Linked DNA regions of Sus scrofa: region 2 is linked to region 1. Evidence: chromatin contacts called from public HiChIP or PLAC-seq data. All regions are on one chromosome and are shown on one strand. Each heading gives the region's core, a stretch centred on a gene start, on an enhancer-like site or on the middle of the called end of the contact. The rest is flanking DNA. Distances are from core to core; before and after follow the strand shown. Region 1 holds the start of C9H1orf21. Region 2 overlaps C9H1orf21.

The links. HiChIP or PLAC-seq counts read pairs in DNA pulled down with a chosen protein or histone mark.
Region 2: a contact with region 1 is called in an H3K27ac HiChIP or PLAC-seq map of skeletal muscle. The contact joins the enhancer-like site here to the promoter of C9H1orf21 in region 1. A contact is called at or near these places in 1 of 5 promoter capture datasets (liver), 6 of 47 Hi-C or Micro-C datasets (alveolar macrophages, embryonic fibroblasts, fetal skeletal muscle and 2 more) and 1 of 2 datasets of contacts at active chromatin or transcription factors (skeletal muscle).

Annotation. Positions count from the first base shown.
Region 1 is chr9:125,610,221-125,615,677 of Sscrofa11.1, reverse strand. C9H1orf21 reads right to left here and starts at 2,596. Exons shown (of 6, transcript XM_003482739.3): 1 at 2,172-2,596.
Region 2 is chr9:125,775,263-125,780,719 of Sscrofa11.1, reverse strand. The region is part of intron 3 of C9H1orf21; the gene reads right to left. Among named protein-coding and RNA genes, the nearest start is that of C9H1orf21, 160 kb to the right of the region's middle. Within about 2 kb of position 2,644, at least 11 of the 83 cell types and tissues checked have an H3K27ac peak or open chromatin away from gene starts, as enhancers often do. A contact at or near this core is called in skeletal muscle, where this site is marked.

The DNA of each region.
Region 1 (5,457 bases), core at 1,347-3,846:
AGGACAATAAAGTGAAGTCAGGGACCCGATGGCAAAAGGGTAACTTACTAGCCAAGAAAACAAAATCATCAGCTCGACCAGGGAAACTGAGTCAGTGCTGAGGAGGGATGCTGGAATCCCAGGGCTGTTCTAGGATGAACTTGTCACACTGGATAGAAGATCTCCCTACCAACCAAAATTTCCCATTTTTCTTGGGAAAAATGCCCAGATGCAGATAAAGTTGACAGAAGAAGCACCCTACTCCTTCACAAGCATCTGCTCATCCAAGGGCTGAGTTTGCTTGTCATTGTTGCTTTTCCTAGTAGCCTTTCAGAGCCGGTTCTCCGAACCCAGTGTGCACAACAGGAAACACAAGGGAGGTTACATTTTGATGCCACATTTCTGATCCCTGAAGTGCTAGTCCTAGTGTGGGTTTAATGCAGATGTGAATATATTCAGTTGTCCTATCACTAGCACTTCCTACTTTACAAGCAGAAAAACAAAAACAAACAGATGATCAAGCCTAAATTAATTTCCATGTCTGATCAATTGCATTTCCAAAGCAGCAACACAGAACATGTTCTATTGATCCTAAAATCCAGCTACAGAAATATGAAAAAAGGACGAGAACCTCCAAATGGAGCATCTTGGACTTAAAAACTCTTCAGAAACATCACCTTTTCCCCTCAAGAAAGTTAAAGCAGCCCAAGCCCTACCCACAATTTTTTTCTACCCAGGTATACCCCAATTCTACTAAGGGAAAGGTTATTCTCATTAGGCAGAAGGTGAGCCCAGCCCCTGGAGTAGGGAAGGGCTCATAACATCAGACTGTGTGTAATGAACATGTCACTTCCCCAAACAGCCCATACTGTTTCCTAAAAGAAAAAAAAAAAAAAAAAAAAATTAAAAGTGCTACATAGAATTCATGGTGTGTCAGCCCAGCTCCCAAAGTCTGAGTCAGAGCATATGTGTCTTTACCGAGGTTCTGTGTGACCAGGGTGTATCACTTTCAGACTTGCTCCAATAGCTGAACTTTAGGGCTTGTCTTCCAGCCACGTAGAACACAAGCGCTATCTATTTTAAAACAATTTTCCTACCCCGCATGCGATGGAAGATACCTCATACATAGGTCGTCAACTTCCTACTGGAAACCAAACACTTCGATCTCAAATTGTGCTTGTCATCCCCCAGGATTAATGAGTTGTTGTTGTGTATATATTTTTATCTCTGACCGTGCAACTCTTGGAGCAAAGAAAGCCACCTCAATTTCCACCATCGTGCCTGATCCAATTCAGAGCTTTAGAAGAGGGATGAATGGGAAATGAGAGCCTCTAAACCCAGGGGCTTCTCTCACACAAACGGTAGGAGCTGGGGGGGGGGGGGAATCCCTCGGAGGAGGTGGGGGGCAGGGTGGAAGATGGGGAAGGACATCGAGCAGAAGACCAGAGGCAGCTGCGGCGGCCGCACTCCGAGAACTGCCTGCAGAGGGGAGTGAAATCTTTCCCTTGTACAATAACGAAGCACCCTCTGGCTGCCTCGCATGGGCACGAATAATAAATACATCGAGATGGGCAAACAGCTGCACGGAAACAAGCCACCCCAAAAAGGTCAAAACTTCAAAAATCCCAGGGATCACAGCACCCACACAAACACATCAATCTGTCGGAGCGGGAGAAGAGACTTGGAGATTTAGCAAAGGATTCTAAATTTTGTGTTTTCTTCCAAGCTCTGGCTTGCAAAGTACGGCGGCTACAGGCAAAGCTCGAGAGGAGCAGGAAAGGCTGAGGGCGGCGGGGGTGCGGGTGGCAAGGGAGGGGTGTCGAACCCCAGCCACCCAGGCCTCAATGTGACCAAAGTCGTCAGCAGCCCCAACCGCATCCCAGTCCCTCCGCCCCGGCCAGCAGACGCCCCCTCCAGCTCCCCGCACCCCAGCTTCCGTCCCCTGCAGCCCCGCCGGCCCCGCAGCGGCGGCGGTAGCCCCAGCAGCCCCAGCAGCCCCGGCCCCAGCCGCCCCAGCCGCCCCAGCCCGGGCCGCGGGCCGGCAGCGCCAAGACCGCGGCTCGCATCCCCGCCGCGCGGCAGGCACCCCGCAGGCCTCCCTCCCAGCCCACCCGGGCGCGCCGGGGAGCGGAGCCCGGGCGGGCTGCGCCGCCAACTCCCGCCGCCCCGGGCTGGCGGGGGCTCACGCTTACCTTGGGCGCTCGCGGGGGGGCTGAAGGTGGCAAGCCTCCCGCCCCCCGCCCGGGTGCTCCTCGCCTGTTTTCTTCCTCCCTCCTCCTCCTCTTCCTCCTCCTCCCCACAGTCAGACGGGGTCTCCCCCTCCTCCCAGCTGCCGGGAGTAAGAGCCTAAGCCCCCGAAGCCCGGCCCGCGTGCGTGCGTGCGTGCGGGAGGCGGCGGCGCGCGGCCAGCTCGCCAGTAACTGAGCGCGGCGCGCGGCTCCCAACTCAAGTGTGAAAGAAGCGGCGGCCGCAGCGGCCGCGGCACGGAACGTCCCCCCGGGAGTGGGCAGGGAGCGAGCTGGAGCCGGCGGGCTGCGAGCAGGGGAGGGGACCGGGACGGAGGGAGGGAGGGAGGGAGGGAGGGAAGGAGGGGACCTCCTCGCCCAGTCACTCACTCGAGGGGCGGGAGCAGCCGGCCACGCCCCCACCGCTGGCCCCTCCCCGCGCCCGGCTCCCGCGCGGGTCCAGCTCCCCGCCTCGCCCCCGGGAGGGGCCTGCCCTGCCGAGGCCGTGAGGGCGCCCCGCACCCTGGAGCAAGAGACTGGGCGAGGGGGGTGCCAGGGCTGCAGAAAAGGAAAGAGGACGAGCACGGGCGTGTGTGTCTGTCTCCGTTTGTGTGTATGTGTGTGTGTGTGCGCGCGCGCGCGCGCATCCAGCACCGGCCGGCCAGCGGGAAGGGAGACCCCGGCGGGAAAGCTGCGTCCTGAGTCTGGCACCCGGGCAGTGGCGTGGGAGCCGCGGGGCCGCTCGGAGGCCCGGACGGCCCAGTTCTGCGAGAAACCCCAGCCAGCCCTTGGGCCCAGCCGCGGGGCTGCGCCTGCTGGAAGCCGAAGAAGGGAAGGCCGGGCATCCTCGGCTCGCCGCGCGGCCCCTCCCCTTGCTGGACCGGCGGGCGCTCCCAGGCGGCCCCGGCCCCGACACCAAACCGCCTTCCTCCTGCCCTGGAGCCGCAGCGCCTGCAACGTGAATGGAGCGTTGGCTCCTGGGCAGAAGCGGCACTGGGGAGGGTAAGGAGCCAGCCGCGACCCCTCCCGAGACTTAGCGCCCTACAGCCCCTTTGGCCCCTCCCGGCCTCTTGGGACTAAAGGGCGGAGGCCGAGCCTGCGTGGCGTGTGAGATGATTGGGGATTCAGAAAGATCGCCGCCCACACTTCACCTGCTTGGTGTTTTGTGTATGTGGACACTCACAAGAGGTCAACCAATGTCTCACCCTTTGGGAGAAGGGATTTTTCTCCCTTTTCTGGTCCTATCGGGTGTGTTTCGTGTGCTCACCGAATTGATCTTTCAACATTGATAGCGATTGGATGCCTTTTGTGTGGCTTCCTCGCGCTTGGCTGCTCCTGTATTGCCCCAGACACGTGAGGAATGCCAGGCCTCCCGAGTGAGGACACCCAAGAAAACAATAGGGGCAAAAGATCCTCCCAAACCGAATTACTTCTCACTTTGGGCCCAGATATGTTGGAAAATGGGGAAGGACACATCAGAGCTGTGACAGTGATGACACACTTAATTGAAAAGCAAATTAATAATTTAGTTTAATGAAATGAGTTAATAACCCATCTACAATGGCTAGGAAGTCAGCCTTCTTGAGAGAAAAAAAAAAAAAAAAAAGGTTTTCCAGCGCTCTCACTTTTTTTGATTTGAAAGGCTGGTATTACACTGTTTTTGAAACTCACCTGTATTGCATTTTTTAAATTATCCATGTTCTAGTTGATTTTTCTCTGTGGATCCAGAACTCTTTGTAGTCTAGCCCCTTGAAGAGGGATGGTTAAAAAGGGATGGTAGGCTAATTAGGATTCCAGGCAGGCACTGCCAGCCACCATGTCTGTTACCTTAGGCGACTTGTTTCATTTCTTTCAGCCTTCCTCCCTTCCCTCATCTGTAAAATGGGATTGATGACACCAGTCTATCTCATAGACTTGTGAAAATAAAATGAGGTGGCAATGCATATAAAACACTTGGCATACTGCCCGACATGTAGCAAGAACTCAATAAATATGAGTTGTTATTTTAGATAAATAGTCTAATCTCAGATTTGGTAGACTTTTTTTTCTCTTTGCATCCCTTCTTCAAGTTGGGAGTGAAAATCCATCTGCAGCCTTTCTCCAAATGTAGTCAACCCTTCTCTGGAGTTTTTAGACCATGTCTGAAAATTTCTCCTATGATAAACTGAAAGAAGTATGCAACTAAGGTGTGTGTTTATTTACATAGAATTCTATATAAAAAGGTCCTTGAGGCTAATAAGATTTTGTCTTTCCCGACTTCTTCCCTCATCCCCATAGACCAGTGTTGTAAATTTATCCCTTCAAAGCTCAGAACAGTGACCCGCAGAGTTGATTTTTCGAGGGCCAAGACAGTGTGGTCCTCTGAACTGATAACCTTAGAAGGAGCAGAATGTCACAGAGCAAGCACTTCATACACGTGTAAGCTTAAAAAATCCATACTATGAACTTTTAAAGCAAGTTTTTAATTATTCCATAAAATACATAGTCATCGTGGAAAATTTAGAAATTCCAGAAACTCAGCCAAGTAGGAAGAAAATAAAAATCACCATAATCCTACCCTCCAGAGAAAAGTACTCCATAGGTGCTTCAAGTACATCCATTTTCCCTTCATTTATTTCACTATTCTTCAATCAGCACATGTTCAAGTACCTAGTTAGGAAGGAGACAACCTCCCAGAGCTGAGAACAGGCTGTGTGTGCTGTAGTGTTAATTGTCTCTAGTCCTTAGACACAACCTTTTATATGGTAAGAGTCTCAGGAGGGTCGACAAAAAGTTCATGAAAGGACTCCCATAATTAAACTATAGTACTGCCCAGAAACAAACCAGGTTCTGTAGGGCTTTATTCATTCACTTCGAAGTCTGGAGCCACCTTCCAGAGAGGGGAAAAAGTGAAAAAAACCCCTTCGTAGAGCTCATGTAAATCAGCTGCCATGGAACTTAGGCCCCTTCACTTCTCAGTAAACCCTCTTCGGTACTGGGATTTCCGTGGAAATCAACTGCTCTGATAAACATTGTTTGAATGTAAGACGCATCCCTCATTTCACCTGCGGTCCCTGGGGCCCCTCTCCTTTCTCTAAATCTGGTCACATGGGCGAGGAGGTTCCCATCTTACCCTTCCTGGCACGGGGCCACAGGAGGGCAGTGGGACGATGGGGACTTGGGTGAAGGCTGCCGAAGAAAGGGTAGGAAGAGCACAGTGGGAAGGAAGGGGGCAGACAGGACCCAGCTCTGAGGGGCTAGAGAAGCTCGGGTG
Region 2 (5,457 bases), core at 1,395-3,894, 160 kb before region 1:
CATAGCACAGGAAAATCTACTTAATAGTTTGTAATAACTTAAAAGGGAAACAAGAATGGATATATGTGTATGTATGACTGAGTCACTGTGCTGTACACCTGAAATTAAGACAACATTGTAAGTCAACTTTACGTCAATAAAATTAAATAAAATACGAAATAAATGTTTATATTGTTGTTAAGTACACACATGTACATTTTAGAACTTCATGGTAAACAATAAGAGAACTTCGACTTCTGTTTCCATTTCCAACCATCAAAATTTAAAGAATCCTATTATAGACCAATTTAAGTTACAAAGAATTTTTAAGGGACTGTTTCTATTTTTATTGTACTTAGATTTTTTTTTTTTACAAATTACGATACAAAGGAAGTGGACCATAAAGTTTAAAAATCTCTGTTACATTATACACGTACTTCTTCGAACTGATGTGTTTTACTCATTGAATAAGTGAAGAAATGAATGAATGGATGAGGCATGATAGGTGGTGAATGAACATGTTCAAAGCCATCCCTATTTACTTCACTTTGAAGGCTCTGTTTCTGTAAAATGGGAGTAAAAAGCTGTAACCACAGGATTATGGAGATGAGGAGTTTCTGCTGTGGCACAGTGGGTTAAGAACCTGATTGCAAGGTTGCTGTGGAAGCAGGAGGTTGATCCCGGCATTGCCACAGCTGCGGCACAGGCTGCAGCTGTGGCTCAGATTCCATTTCCAGCCCAGGAATTTCCATATGCCATAGGTGTGGCCATAAAAAAAAAAAAAAAAAAGATTATGAAGATAAGATCATGCCTTTACAGCTAGGCAAACAGTAAATAGGCATTGACTTTTTTAAAGAATAAATAGTAGGATATAATTTATGTGAATTCTCAACTAGTTTTTTTTTAAAATAAATATTTAAAGTCTACTGTGAAATAACTGCTGAGCCTAACATTATTACTAGAAAAAAATGGAATTAGTTTGTTTCTCTTAGATTTATTAATAGAATTTAAAGCTAAATGTTTTTTCCTAACCTAAGATAATAAAATATGTCTTCCTTCATCCTGGTACCTGTGAAAAGCTGCATCCAAACTGCATGAAGAATCGAGTAGACATACTCAGCAGGCTTTGGGCCCTCTGCGCATGTACGAACAGAGATTTAGGATCTGAATGTACAGTGGACATTTACTGAGTCCCTAAGACGAGAGGTGAGCATGTATCAAGACCTGTAGAGATGGATTTGCTCACTTAATCCTTTTAAACCAATACGCCAGGAATGTATGGAAATGACTCTCCTGAATAGGTATGTTCCTTTTCTAAGCTACATGATTAAAATGTCTAGTTTCCTTTGATACAAACATCAAACATGTTGTTGCTGCTGTTTTTCCGATAAGCAAAGTAATATTTTCACTGTAGGAAATGAATAATTTGTCCTACCAAGTGCCATTAACAGTTTGGAATATTTTCTCTGCTGATTTCACAACTCTTTGTTTCTTTCTCTCTTTCTCTGCTGTTTATTTACAATACTGGAATTATGTAAATAAACATTTTGTGAACAAATGATTTTTAAAGGTTTACACTATTTCATTATATAGATAAACTATTTAATAACCTTTAGGCTAATACGAGGATGTGGGTTATTTCCAGATTTCCACCATTACACGTAATGCTGCAATAACTTCCCTTTTTTTTTTTGGTCTTTTTGCCTTTTCTAGGGCTGCTTCCCGAGGCATATGGAGGTTCCCAGGCTAGGGTTGAATTGGAGCTGCAGCCACCGGCCACAGCCACAGCCACAGCCACGCAGGATCTGAGCCGAGTATACGACCTACACCACAGCTCATGGCAACGCCAGATCCTTAATCCACTGAGCAAGGCCAGGGATCGAACTTGCAACCTCATGGTCCTAGTCGGATTTGTTAACCACTGCGCCATGATGGGAACTCCTGCAATAACTTCCTTTATACATATCTTTTATTTCCTTTTTCTTAAAAGTATTTGATCAATTTGTACATGAGCATCTATCTTTACTGCTTACAGTATTTTCATCCAGAAAGGTTGTAACCATATACACGCTCAAGCGGAAGGACACGAACGTCTGATCCACTTGACCTTTGCCAGAAATAACAGCACAATTTTTAAAACAAACCCCAAAAAAGGCATAAAACAATTTCCTAGACAAAAAATGTATCTTATTATTTTCTTAAATTTGATTTTTTTTTTTGCTTCCAATAATGGTAATTTTTTTCTTTTCTGTATACTATCTTTTTTCTTTTGTTTCTTATCCACAAACTCTCTATTCATGTACTCTGCCCATTTAAAAAGCTGAATTGTTCAAGGTATCCTTATTATCAGACAAAACCACTCTTTATATTAAAGACATTAAATCTCTTTAGGTGATAATATTTGTTACAAATACATATTTTTTTAACTGGGTAGTATTTCTCTTTTAAATGTTTGTTGTACTTTTTGTTCTAAGGAGTTTCAAATTTGCATATATTAGGCATGAATCACCCCTGCCCTGCCCTGAGCTCTTTTCTGTCCAACTCACATTCTCAAGAGAGTTTGTTCCCGTCCAGACGAGGCTGTGGGTCCTCCCTTCTGCCAGCCAAGCCCAGCTGGTCCGGGGTGGGACAGCTGACCAGAAAGAAGCAGACACTGGCTGTGCAACCAGCGTACGTCCAGTGCTCACACTCCCGGTCCTTCCAGAATCTTGAGTCACTTCTCTAGCTCAGTCTCGGGAAGGCGCAGCCCAATTAATCCTTGCCCTTGGATTAATCCCACATCCCTTTCCAGTAAACCCTCCATATACCTGTGGTCTTTTGAGTTGGTTTCGTTCCTTACACTCATGACTATCGTTCGTAAAACATGGTGAAATAAAGTAATTCTTTCCTCTGTGGTTTCTTCCACTGCTTTTATATTTCAAAATCCTTCCCAATCCCAGTATCACTTAATAAACAGTCACCTCTTTTTTTCTCCTATACTTTAAAAAACATGAAAAAAACCAAAAAACCCTCCCACATAATTCTCCAGTTCTCCGGAGTGCATTTTGGTGTGTGGTTTGCTGAATAAATCCATTTCTTCCCTTAATGATAGTAAATGTGTGTGTGTGTGTGTGTGTGTGTGTGTGTGTGTGTGTGGTTGTGTGTCTTTGTAGTTGTGTGTCTCTGTAGTATTTTAGGGCTATTTATTCTGTTCCACCGATTCTTATGTTTATAATACACTGACAGGTTTATTATATATTTTGATACTTGAGATATGAAGTTCCTTTTCATCCTCTTTTAAAAGGACAGCTACCCTGTTCCAAACCATCTTGTATTCAAAAGACATCTTTTGGGGGACTGTGGGAGGGAGAAGGGAGATGCTGGTCGAGGGGACAAACTCAGTTGTGAGATAAATACGTTCTGGGCACCGACCGCCTAGTATGTGCCTACATACTACAGTGACTACAGTTAACAACACTGTATTGTATACTCGAAATTTGCTAAGAGGGCAGATCTTAAGTGTTCTCACTACCAAAAAAAAAAAAAGAAAAGGTAACTGTGAGATGATGGGCTGTGGTATTTCACAATGTATACATATATTAGATCCCTTTGTATATCTTAAATATAGACAAATTTTGTCAAATATACCTCAACAGGGCTGAAAAAGTCTCTTTAACACAACAGAGTCCTTTTCTTTCATCATGTCACCAGCTGGACTATCTCAAGCTCTCAACAGCCAGTTATGGTTTAACCAAGTCCCATAAGGCCATCCTCACAAATCTGGAAGAGACCTGACTTCTGGAGGGCTGGGTTTACTGCCACAACCTCTGCTCCTCAGCCCTGCCAGATGAGATTCAGAAGGCAGCTAAGAGAAATTGAGCAAACATGCTGTGGGCAGCATTACAATCTGCCTCTTAAAAATGGGTGAAGAAGAAAAAAAAAGGTGAAGAAAATTGAGTGGTCTACAAAGTTAAAACAAATTAATGTATTTCCTCCCCAGAAGTTTTCAAAAGTAGACATTAACAGGCTTTACAATCTCATCTAGCACAATATGCTTTCCTTGATATTTAAATCTATTGAATAGTTAAACATCTATATTTATTTAATCTATTTAATATTTAAACATTTATACTATTTCTTTTTACACAAAAACATACAATAGTCACTAGTACCTTAAAGAAAAATATCCATTAATATCTCCAATCAATTACTATATTTTTTTTTTTTGCTTTTCTAGGGCCGCACCTGTGGCTTATGGAGGTTCCCAGGCTAGGGGTCTAATCGGAGCTGTAGCCGCCGGCCCACGCCACAGCCACAGCCCATGGAAATGCCAGAACCTCAACCCAATGAGCAAGGCCAGGGATTGAACCCACGTACTAGTTGGGTTCGTTAACCACTGAGCCACGATGGGTTCATTTTGCTTTTTAATCATCATTCTAAAAGCACTTTCTCTATATAATTAGGGTTTTTGGGGATGTATACACTTATCTAAAATTAGCACAATATGAATACATAAAAATAAATAGAATTTTGGGACTTTACTGATAAATTTTTAATTAAAAAAAGTGATGGACTAGGGGAAAAAACATCTGTCAAGAATGTCCCAGAACTGCCTAGTTGGCAATACCTTCCCTACTACACAGCCCCTGAATTTTCTTTTTTTTTTTTGGCTGTGCCCATAGAATGTGGAAATTATGGGTCCAGGGACTGAACCTGTGCCATAGCAGCAACTTGAGCCACAGTGGTGACCCAAGCCACAGCAGTGACAAGGCCAGATCCTTAACCCATTGAGTCACCAGGGAACTCCTCCACACCTGAATTTTTACACATCATAAAAGCAATAGAACAAAAAGAAAAAAGCTGACAAAGCTATTTTATATGCAGAGTGAGTGGGAAAGCAATGTTTTTACCTTAAAAGAAAATGAGAGACCAAAATATTTTAAAACACAATCACTAAAAAGGCAAAAAGTTAGTGTATATGATACTTCCCTGACTTTATATATATATATATATATATATTTTTTTTTTTTTTTTTTTTGTCTTTTTGCCTTTTTTAGGGCTGTTCCTGTGGCATATGGAGATTCCCAGGCTAGGGGTCGAATCGGAGCTGTAGCCACCGGCCTACACCACAGCCACAGCAACGCGGGATCCGAGCCGAGTCTGCAACCTACACCACAGTTCATGGCAACGCTGGATCCTTAACCCACTGAGAGAGGCCGGGGGAGGGGGGGGATCAAACCCGCAACTTCACGGTTCCTGGTTGGATTCGTTAACCACTGAGCCACAACAGGAACTCCTTTTTTTGTCTTCTTAGGGCCAAACCTGTGGCATATGGAGGTTCCCAGGCTAGGGGTTGAATCGGAGCTATAGCCACTGGCCTATGCCGCAGCCACAGCCACAGCAACACAAGATCTGAGCCGCATCTGCGACCTATACCACAGCTCAGGGCAACACCAGATCCTTAACCCACTGAGCAAGGCCAGGGATTGAACCTGTGTC